Regions from separate parts of the Sminthopsis crassicaudata genome. Here region 2 is linked to region 1. Evidence: chromatin contacts called from public Hi-C data. All regions are on one chromosome and are shown on one strand. The core of a region is the stretch at or near the end of the contact, and the rest is flanking DNA. Distances in the headings are between cores, read along the strand shown.

Region 1 (5,156 bases), core at 1,395-3,894:
TTGGATTGAATATTGAAAGGAATTATGGATTCTAGGAGAAAAGGCAAGAAGAGATTATATTCCCACCATGGGGGACATCTATGAAGTCATGGAGGCAGGAGATGGAATGGAATACCAAATTCAAGAAGCCCTGAGTAGCTTGATTTGTCTGTAATGTAGAATACATAAAAGAACAATATGAAATAAATCTGGGAAGATTAAGGTGGGGCAAGGATTAAAATGCCAATTTAACAATTATGTAGGGCCAGATAACTGGCAAAGTGCCAGCCCTGAGTCAAGAGGGTCTGAGTTAAAATCCAATCTCAGACACTAACTGTGTGACTCTGGCCACTGTGTGACTCTTTTGTCTCAATTTCTTCACTCCAGTATCTTTGTCACGACCACCCCAAATGGGGTCATGAAGAATTAGAACTGATTGAAATAACTCAACAACAAGTAGATTAAGCTAGGCACTGTGTGCTAGGTGCTAGGAATACAGAGACAAAAGGAAAAATAATACCGGCTCTTAAGAAGTTTATACTCTAATATGGAAATATGTTTGAAATGATAATAAATGTATAACTTATATTAGATTGTTTGTTGTTTTGGGGAGAGGGGAGCTAAGGGGGAGGGAGAAAAAATTTAGAACTCAAAGTTGTATAGAAATGATGAAAACCACTTTACAAGTAATTGGGAAAATAAAATACTATTGAATTTTTTAAAAAATAAGTTTATAATCTATTGAAGGAATTCTATAGCATTTGGTCTGTATAATAATACAGACAGGTCATCAAGGGGAAGGAGTAGAGGGAGGGGGGGACAATTTGGAAAAATGAATACAAGGGATAATGTTATTAAAAATTACTCATGCATATACACTGTGAAAAAAATTATAAATAATAAAAAAATAATACATACAGGTAAATACAAGATAATTTGAGGGAGGAGAAAACAATGAGACAATGATCAGGAGGGTGATCAGGAAAGGCTTTCTATAGAAGATAACGGGTGAGCAGAGCTTTGAAATAAGAGGTCTAAATGTTGGGGGATCACAGGACTGTATCCCAAGTATGGGGAGACAGCCTGGGTGGAGGCTCAGATGTGAAAGATAAAAGGCCCAGGGAATAGTTTGTAAGCCAGTTTGGTTGTTAACACAAAGGGGAAAAGGTAAAATAAGGATGGAAGGGCACTTTGGAACTAGTTGGGGAGAGCCTCAAATTGCAGGTGAAGAAACTTTTGTCTCATCCTGGGGGAAACAGGCAGCCACTTGGGAACTTTTGAACAAAAAACGACAGCTCAGGCATTAGGAAGAATTTTTGAATGGCTATTTGTGGCAGATGGCATGGAGAGGAACAAATGAAAGCAGGGAGACCTATTGGGAGAGTATCGTAGAAGTCTGAACTGGGGAGGTAGCCAGAGGAGTGAATGGATTCTAGAAACCTTGTATGTGGAGACAGAACCAACAACACGGATTGGGGGAAGAAAAACAACTGAATGGTGGTTCTCTTAATAGAGATAAGAAATCTGTATCGAGGGTAGCTTTAGTGATGCAGTACTTGGAGTGCCTATCCTGTAATCAGGAAGACTCATTTTCCTGAGTTCAAATCTGTGGCCCTGGGCAAGACCCTCCTTGTCTCAGTCTCCTCATCTGTAAACATGAATTGAAGAAGGAAATGACAAAGTACTTCAATATCTTTGCCAAGAAAATTCTGAATGAGGCCATGCTAAGTTGGACACCACTAAACAACCACCGCAAAAGTTTGAAGCCGGGAGCGAAAAGCTGCAGACTTCAGTTCTGATGCACTGTTCATGTTGAATCTGAGATGGAGGAAGGGGCAGCACCCAAGGAACAGAGCGAAGAGGATCAGAGAGGAGGATCAGGACTACAAGTGACAGCAGGAGGTGCAATGGTCAGCTGTGGCAATGCCAATAAACTGGATAGAAAAGCCCTCTGCATCCGGAGGGAGAACTGTGGAGAAGGAATGTAAAGCATCACCTGCCATGCTCCCTTTTTTCTTTCCTTTTTTCCTCTGTGGTTTTTCCCTTTTGTTTTAATTTTTTTTCCAACGTGATTGATAAAGAAATGTGTATTAAAAATTAATGTACATGTGTAACCAGAAAAAAGATAGTTTATATTAAAAATCAAATTAAATTAAGAGAGTGAAGAGGCTCAGCGGGCAATTAGTGGGTCATAGGACTTGAAGATTATTAGTGAAAGATATTAGTCCGCCAACATCTATTCCACAGATACTGTACCAAGCCCCCGGGACAAAGGAGAAAAAACCCAGATCCCAGTTCTCAAGAAGCTCCTATTTTAAAAAAGGAAATTAGAAATCGTACGTATATATGTATATACCAATGGGTGTATTATGTATAATTGTGGTGTGTATCTATATGGAGAGAGAGGAGCGAGGAAGGTGGTGGAGAGGAGGAGGAAAAGAGAGGGAGGAGGGAGGAGGGGGGAGCTTCCATTAAGAGAGGTATCATAGAGAGAAGGCCGAGGCCAGTTAGAAACAGGAGCCAGGCCACAGGGGAATCGGGAGAGGGAAGCGTCTCAGCTCCACGAGAAGCAGAGGATGTCCTGAAGGACAGAGATGTCAGGAAGGATAGAAAAAAGCCATCGTGTTTAGCAGTTAAAGCGCGCTGGAATCTGCGTTTTGCCTGGCGCGTAGTGAGCACTTGATAAATGCGCGCCGGACAAAGAACAGAGGTTTGAGGAGATGGTAGCGAGGGGGATCTGGGAGGAACCGAGAGTGCCTGAGGAGGCGCTGACCATCTGAGACTGGCAGGGGAGAAGAGGAGCGGGGAGGGCGGGAGATGATAGTACGGGCTGAGATGTAGACAGGAGAAGAGGGAGCCAGTGACATATTGCTTCAATTTAATTTCCCCATTAAAGCAGGGCCTTGGCTCGGGGGGAGGGAAACGAGGAAGGGCCGACAGAGAAAGCCGCAGTGGGAGGAGAAGAGTCTGGAGCCTTCGCGGCGCGGGAGAGCTGGAACCAGTCAGGGAGGAGCAGAAGCGTAAAGAACCCGTTAAGATTGGATGACATAAGTTTGTGGTGGAAGTGGTCCAGCCCCAGTTAGGCCGAGGTCACGTGTTCATTTCAGCTGCACGCTGCGGGGGTCCTCCTCAGGTGGAAGGAAAACCTAGGGCGAGCAGCTCCCCACACTCAGGGAGGTGCAGGGTTATCTAGGAGGGGGTGGTCAGCTCCGTCAGTAAGGTCGAGAAGGCAGAGGGCTGAGAAAAGTCGTTAGGTTGGGCCTGAAGGACTGGATGACTGCCCTCTTCTGCACTATGCAAAACCCCGAGGGTTTCTAAGACAAGTGGTTCCCCCCATACACAGAATAATGGACTCATCCAGCTTCCTTTCCCCTCCTTTCCATTGGTTTCGCCCTAGAGCGAAAAGAATCCAATCGATGACTCTATGCTCTGGTTCGCTACCCATCGATTCGTTCCGACTCTCCCAGCCGTCCTGAGCCCCGGCAGCGGAGTGGGGATTCTTGTGAGTGAGGTACGGTGCAGGGTCCCTGCGGCCGGGGGCTCGGGAGGCAGACTGAGCGGCTTATAGGGCGGGGGCGGAGGGGAAGGTTTGGGGAGTGGGCGCAACTCCTCGGACTCGGGTTGGGACAGAGGCTCAGGTGACTTCCGATCCTAAAACCCCCCGCCCCGCCGGCTCGCTGTTAAGCTGAGCATGCGCCATGCTGGCGGCGGCGGCGGAGGCTTTCTCCCCGCGCCCTCCCCTCCCTCACGCCGTGCGCCTGCGCTTCTCATTGCTGCGCCACTCCCTGGCGTGGCAGGCGGAGGCTGCCCCCTCGTGGCCCGAGTGTAGGCTGCAGGCCCGACCGCCGGCTCCCTCTTAATTTTCATAGTCTCGTGCTGTGGGTGCGTGAGAAGAGCACGTCCTCTCTCTTTTGGGAGGCTCCCTCCTTCTGTAACCTAAAAGCTTTAGGAAAGGCCTCACTCAGCAAAGATACACGCATGGAAACCCTTGTTATTGCCCCTAAAAACACCGATAAAGACCTCACTTTAGGCCCTCCGAAGGCAGGCCCCGGACCATTTTGTGTAGATCCAGCACAGCCCCGCGCACAATGCAGAAGCTTGATGGCTTCAGGGCACTTAGCGTAATGTGTGCGCCCGGAGGCGCTTGATCCTGCGTCTTCCTCAGTGTTGCCATCAGACATCATTCTGCTTCTTAGAGTCATTTTGGAGAAATAGCTGGTAGAGCAATATAAATGAAGCAGAATGTATGTGAAGAGGAATGTTCTAGGCTGCGCCCAACTCAGGTAATGCGGGTTTAATATTGAAACAAAACGTTAACAAAAATTAAACACCTACTGTGTGCTAAGCTAAGTGCTGTGGAGATTAGGGAAAAAATACTCAGCTCATTCAGCAATTGGTAAAATGGATAGAAAGCTGGGTCTGAAAAATCGCTGGGAAAATTGGAAATGAGTATGGCAGAAAGGAGGCATTGATCCACACCTAACACTGACTACCAAGATGAGGTCGAAATGGGTTCATGACATAAAGAGTGACATGATAAGCAAATTAGAAAAAAAAAGTTGGAAGGGCTGTGGGAAAACTGGACACTGATGCATTGTTGGTGGAGTTGTGAACTGACCCTACTATTCTGGAGAACAATCTGGAATTATGCCCAAAGCTATCAAATTGGGCACACCCTTTGATCCAAAGGAACCAGGAGATCCTTGTACAGGCAACAGCAAGATTATATGATGATCAATTCTGATGGACGTGGCTCTCTCCAAAAATGAGATGATTTCCAATGGTTTTGTGATGGAGAGCCATCTGCACCCAGAGAGGCTTGTGGGAACTGAGTGGATCACAACATAGTATTTTCACTCTTTTTGTTGTAGTTTGCTTACATTTTGTTTTCTTTCTCATTTTTCTCCTTTTTGATCTGATTTTACTTGTGCAGCATGATAATTGTGGAAATATGTACAGAAGAATTGCACATGTTTAAGAATGAATGTTGAAAATTATCCATGTATTTATTTTGAAAATAAAAGGCTTTAGTTAAAAAAAAAATGATAAATTTTGAAAAAGAAAGCTGGGTCTGGTCAGATGCTTCTCAGATGCAGTCCACAGGACACTAGGCTAGTCACTTAATTTCTGATTTCCTCAGTTCCTCAACTATAAAATGAGGATAATAATTGTTATCT
Region 2 (5,156 bases), core at 1,513-4,012, 140 kb before region 1:
AAGACCCCAGAGCAATAGGTTTTCAGGAAGGCTAGAGACAGTCCAGAAAAGCACCAAATTCCTCTCTAATGGCTGCCCTGAATTTACCTATGGCAGGACTTTCGGAGTCTCCAATTTATAATATCACTCTTGCAGAGGCTGCAACTCTACTCCTGGGGCACCTTTCTTTTCCATTATGTTATGAGGCATATTCACAATGGATGCTAGAGACAGCAAGGTATTCTTTCTGGACATTTTAAGTTTTTGTCAGATTTATCTCTATCAAGTGCTTCTTTTATGGCAGTTGTCTTCTACAGTTCCTAAAGGTAACTGCTTCTGCAAGTTCATCTATATGCATTCTATCAGTAGGTGTTCTGGCATTAAGAAAAATAGGCATATATGCGTGTGTATACACACACAATCATTGGATGGTACTGGGAAATGGGTCTTCTTCACACTATGTTCTCCTCCCTCTTTCCCCAACCACAACAAAGCTGGCCAACCTGTGTTTATTAAGAAAGCCACTTAGCACCAGGTGATGCTGTATTCTAGCTCTATAATTCTATTTCCTTGGTACTTGAAGACCTGGAACAATGGGAGAAGGAAAATAGGGATAGGCATAAACACCAGAAGTAAATGGCTGCTTCAGCATGGGGCTCTGCCGTGTTTTAGATATACAGGTCTGGGGGGGCAACTAGGCGGCACAGTGGATAGAGCACCAGCCTTGAATTCAGGAGGACAAATCTGGTCTCAGACACTTAACACTTCCTAGCTGTGTGACCCTGGGCAAGTCACTTAACCCCAGCCTCAGGGGAAAAAAAAAAGATATACAGGTCTGAAAATTTTATATAGTGAATGACCACTTAACTGTAAGCTACTGGTCACACCCAGACTCTTGCCATCCATAATCCAAACTGCCTTTTTATTACAGGCAGACTGCGGTAATCTTCAAGCCCTCCCCCCAAATCTTTAACTTACCCATAACAGAAATGCACACGGGAAAAATTGTTGTAGCTTGTACTCATCATGAAATCTAAAAACAAAAGACCCCCCCCAATATATTTAGAAAGAATGATTCTTGAGAAAACTGGTGACTTCCTGTCACCCAAATTTCAATTCATGTTCAATTAATCTTTATTGAGCCTCAGCTTTGCTATATAATCAAACTGCATATGCAGTTTTCATACGAGGTGTCAGAAATGGAAATGTCTCATCACTGGCTCAGACTATAAAAACATGTATAAATCTCACCTGTTTGGTGGTTATGTCCATCCACAGCACAGGGCACACCTAAAAGTTTAAACAGTGCAGTTATTATCTACAATACACCCGAATAAAACTCTGAATAATTGCAATTCCCCATAAGACAATAAATTGCAGCCTCAGATCTTAAACATAATCAGATATTGACATTGGCAATACTCATACGAGGTGTCAGAAATGTATATTTCATCATCGGCAACAGAGAAGTGACAAATGACTCAACGTAATTAAAAGTCAGGTCTATTTTATTACAGATGCTCAATTTTGGAGAGGAAAAAGGCTTTCACTAACAACCACGGAACTTGTGGGATTTACCAGAGATCAGATTAACTGATAATTTACAACTTGAAAGACGATATCCTTAAACTTTCTTTTCAAAACAATTCTTCCAGTGCTCTCTCACTAGATGGCAGCAAATGAGCGGCACTCTTTTCTAAGAACTTAGTCAATTACAGGAACTATTCAAGTCCCAGACTGGATTCCAGTACCAGACTCATTTCCCCAACCAGGAAGTCGTTACCGGGACACCAAGAATCCCTGGTCATAGCAGTAAATACACAACTACTAAAGTGCCTACTATGTGCCAGGCACCGTGCTGAAGTACTAGAGATGCAAAAGAGACGCCAAAGACAGCGTTCACAGCGTGTCCAGTTGCTGGAGCAAGGGGGATTTACCCTGAGACCTGTGACCATTAACACCTGGCTCTCGGACTCCGAGGCTTGCCCACAGCCTAAGGGGAAGTATGATATAAGGGGCGTTCTTGTCCGTTCTCAGAGCTTAAGATCGGTATACTGAAAGGATAACTTGCCTCGGCTTTCCTAGCCGATCAGTAGCCGACCTTAATCTCCAAGTTGACCAGATCTCCCAGAGAGCTGACAAAAATCTCCCGGGGATAGGGGGTGTTTCAGTTTCTTCCTTTAAGTTTCACAAGCAGCCTGAAAAGCAAAAGTGGCTCTTCCTAACTTTGACCTTGGATAGGTCTTGTATCCTTCTCCAGACCTCAATTTCCTCATCTGTAAATGGGACAAAACGGCCTAAACAAGCGCTTTTAAAATTCGTTCATGTGGGGACCCGCCCACGTGGTTCGACTAATTCAGTGTAACTGAACAACATAGAATAAGCGAAGGCCGGGCCGGCCATAGGCCCCGCTCACCTCTACCTTCTGGTGGCGCCGCAGGAAGGTTCCACTGGGGCGTTTCGGTTGTTAATTCCCAGGTATTACAGCAGGATGAAAGAGGAATGTCGGTCGCTGCCTCGAACTCGAAGCTAAGGGGATCCAACAAAGCGGGATCCAATCACAGCACACCCTCACAACTCCCAGGTGCTACCAGAAAGCGTGCAAGCCAGAAAAAGAATGAGAAGCCCGCCTCTTCTGGCTTTTATAGGGAACTAATTCTCTGGCTCTGCGATTGGACTACCTCTACAGGAAGTACCCGCCCACCGATGACCCTTAGCTTTCCATCCCGTAGTTTCCGCAGCTTTCAGTTGCTCAGGCAGTCGTTTCGGCTCTAGTTCACCAATCTGGCGATAGCTAACGTGCCTTCTCAGCGGGGCCACTTCCAGCCGTAAGAACCGAAACTTCGTCCTACTATTGGGTCTGATCAGGATGGCCGGTGAACCAAAGCCAATAAAAATCCAAGTTGTAACATAGAGTGATTTTGCTGTTTCCAATCAGGGCTGGCTATGCGCGAGCCGCTGGGAATTGTAGTTTTCTTTAAGGATTCCTCGCCAAGTGGCTGCCGAAATCTATGAGGTGGAAGGACTACAAGTCCCAGAGAATGTGTTTTCCGCGCGGTTCCGGCTTCGCGCACCCCGCCCCCTTCCCGGCAAGAGGTGGAGGAGGACCGAGGGGGTCACTATGTGCTCGGAGGAAGGGGCTTATTCCTCCGCCTCTGTTTTTGGGCAGCAGCTGACTGGTGAGTCCCCGCGGGGCAGCGCAAGGAGGGCTGGAAAGCTTTGGCGTTAATGGACTACCAGGTCCCCGAGGACTTGGTGGTCGTCCTTAACTGTTACATTAGGAGAAAGGGAATTGGGGGTGATCGGGGCCGGGGGAAGGGGCGTCTGGCAGCCTGTAGCTGTGTTGTTGGACCTGGTCGTCCAAGCCTGGGAAGAGATGGGCGCTGTCACGTCCATCAAGACTGGGGGTGGGGGTGGTCAGAATCTCCTGGGCCGTCACTCACTGGATAGAGGAAACTGGGTTTATGGCCTGGAGTCTGGGTGTTGGGGGGGTGGGGTCATCGCAGACTTGGGGACGGTCCCAACCTGTAGGACCCTCGCGGGCCGAGGGATGGGTTAGAGTTGTTTCCGACGTGGTAAGGGGAGTCAAGCATTGTTGTCAGAACCGATCACGGCTGGGGAAGAGATGCTGTTGTAGTTTCTTGCTGGGGAGACACAGGGTCGGAGTTATAGTTGGATAAAGAAAGGAGATGGTCCTTGTCTTCACGGAAGGAAGGAGCCGGGACTGGAGAGGGGAGGATAAGTACTTCTGCGTTACACAGGCTGGGTGGGATGGGGGTTAGAGCTACTGTAAGGGGTTGAGGGGGGGGGGTATATAAATAAAGATCCTTATAGGCTGGAAGCTGAACTCCAGGTAACGACAAATGGAAATTAGGAGAGTCATTCACTCTCCCACTTGGGAATGGAGAAAAGGAATCTTTTCTGTGTTAGCTTGAAGTTACATAGTATCTATAAGTTTTGTGATCTGGGCTGTCTGGATGAAATGTCAAGAGCCCTTGCTACAGATTATATCCGGGATGTTAAATTGACTGGAGTCTAAGTGATTGCCAAAGTATGTGTAAATTTGTATCTATGTCTGGCCCAAGGCATGTAGGGAGAAGGAAATGGCAGGCCAGGGTGTATACTGAGGGACCTAACCTTGATACTTTCCCAGAGGTGTAGATATTAGTCTTGTCACTTTCAGATTTGAATGTGCTTCCTGTGTTGGAGCTTAGGGAATGCTTCTTTCCCATTTCTCAAGTTGCACTCTTCTCTCTGTACCCTCACGGCAGTGTAATGAAGTAATTGTGTTGGGAATTAATGGTGTGTGATTCTCTCTCTTCATAGAATAAACTTCTGGGAAATTTCACTTCTCCTTTTTCTGCAATGTGTGGTACTCATCCTTCTGACTTCTCTTTTTTGTCTTCCTCCATGTCCAACCTCTGTTGCCCGTAGTTGCTCCTTCCTAGCTCAAAAAGATGATTCTTCAATAAAAATTACAATTTCCTCAGATGTTTTGTAATTCAGTCCTGGTATTCTTTCAAGTCCTGAGCATCTGTCCAAAACAACCTTCTTTTCTTTTAAAGAGAGGCTTCCTACTTCCTATTCCCTTTGAATTCCTTTCTGCCAAAAAGGATTGATTTTAAAACATTGCCCCTGAAACTCCTATACACCTATATTCTAACAACTCAGAGGCCAAAAATAGTGGCAGATAATAAATATGCAAATGTAACATTTCTAGAAAAGACAGCTCACCCTACAATGTAAGAAATACCAGTAAAGTACATGTTAGTCACTTCCCAATAGCAGTAATATTAGAGTTCAAAATCTTGGAATCTTCTCTGTTTGTATACAAAGGAATGTTTTTTTCTTTTTTCTTTTTTTTTTTAATTTCTCATTTTGCATTTCTCATTTTTGACATAAAAAAGTCATTAAATAAAAATTTAAAAAATAATTAAAAAAAAAAAAAAAGGAAAGAAAAGAAAAGTACCAGGAAACTCAAAGGGAATCCTTAGTATTATAATTATAACCTTTACAATTTTTGTTGCATTTTAAAGGAAATTTTGCAGGACAGTGCTGAGGATACATAGTCACATTTATGCCGAAGGTCTGTTGAAGCTGAAATTTCACTTTAAAAGGAGCCTCTCCATTTGGAACTGTTCTTAGGTTAGTGCTTTTTCTGTAGTCAGGAATGAATT

What was found. Hi-C and Micro-C count contacts between places; a contact is called where the count stands out from the background.
Region 2: a contact with region 1 is called in a Hi-C map of hippocampus, with 3 times the contacts expected there. The contact joins the promoter of PKD1 here to the promoter of MLST8 in region 1. A contact is called at or near these places in 2 of 2 Hi-C or Micro-C datasets (fibroblasts and hippocampus).

What each region holds. Positions count from the first base shown.
Region 1 is chr1:388,424,519-388,429,674 of ASM4859323v1, reverse strand. It overlaps MLST8 (MTOR associated protein, LST8 homolog), which reads left to right and starts at 2,644. Exons shown (of 10, transcript XM_074279509.1): 1 at 2,644-2,689; 2 at 3,377-3,490.
Region 2 is chr1:388,564,087-388,569,242 of ASM4859323v1, reverse strand. It overlaps PKD1 (polycystin 1, transient receptor potential channel interacting), which reads right to left and starts at 2,762. Exons shown (of 48, transcript XM_074279523.1): 1 at 2,402-2,762; 2 at 1,231-1,269; 3 at 958-1,012. The coding sequence starts at 1,007. TRAF7 (TNF receptor associated factor 7) reads left to right here and starts at 2,918. Exons shown (of 20, transcript XM_074279538.1): 1 at 2,918-3,158. LOC141552357 (small nucleolar RNA SNORD60) reads right to left here and starts at 1,440; the gene lies at 1,357-1,440. It overlaps LOC141552356 (small nucleolar RNA SNORD60), which reads right to left and starts at 1,201; the gene lies at 1,119-1,201.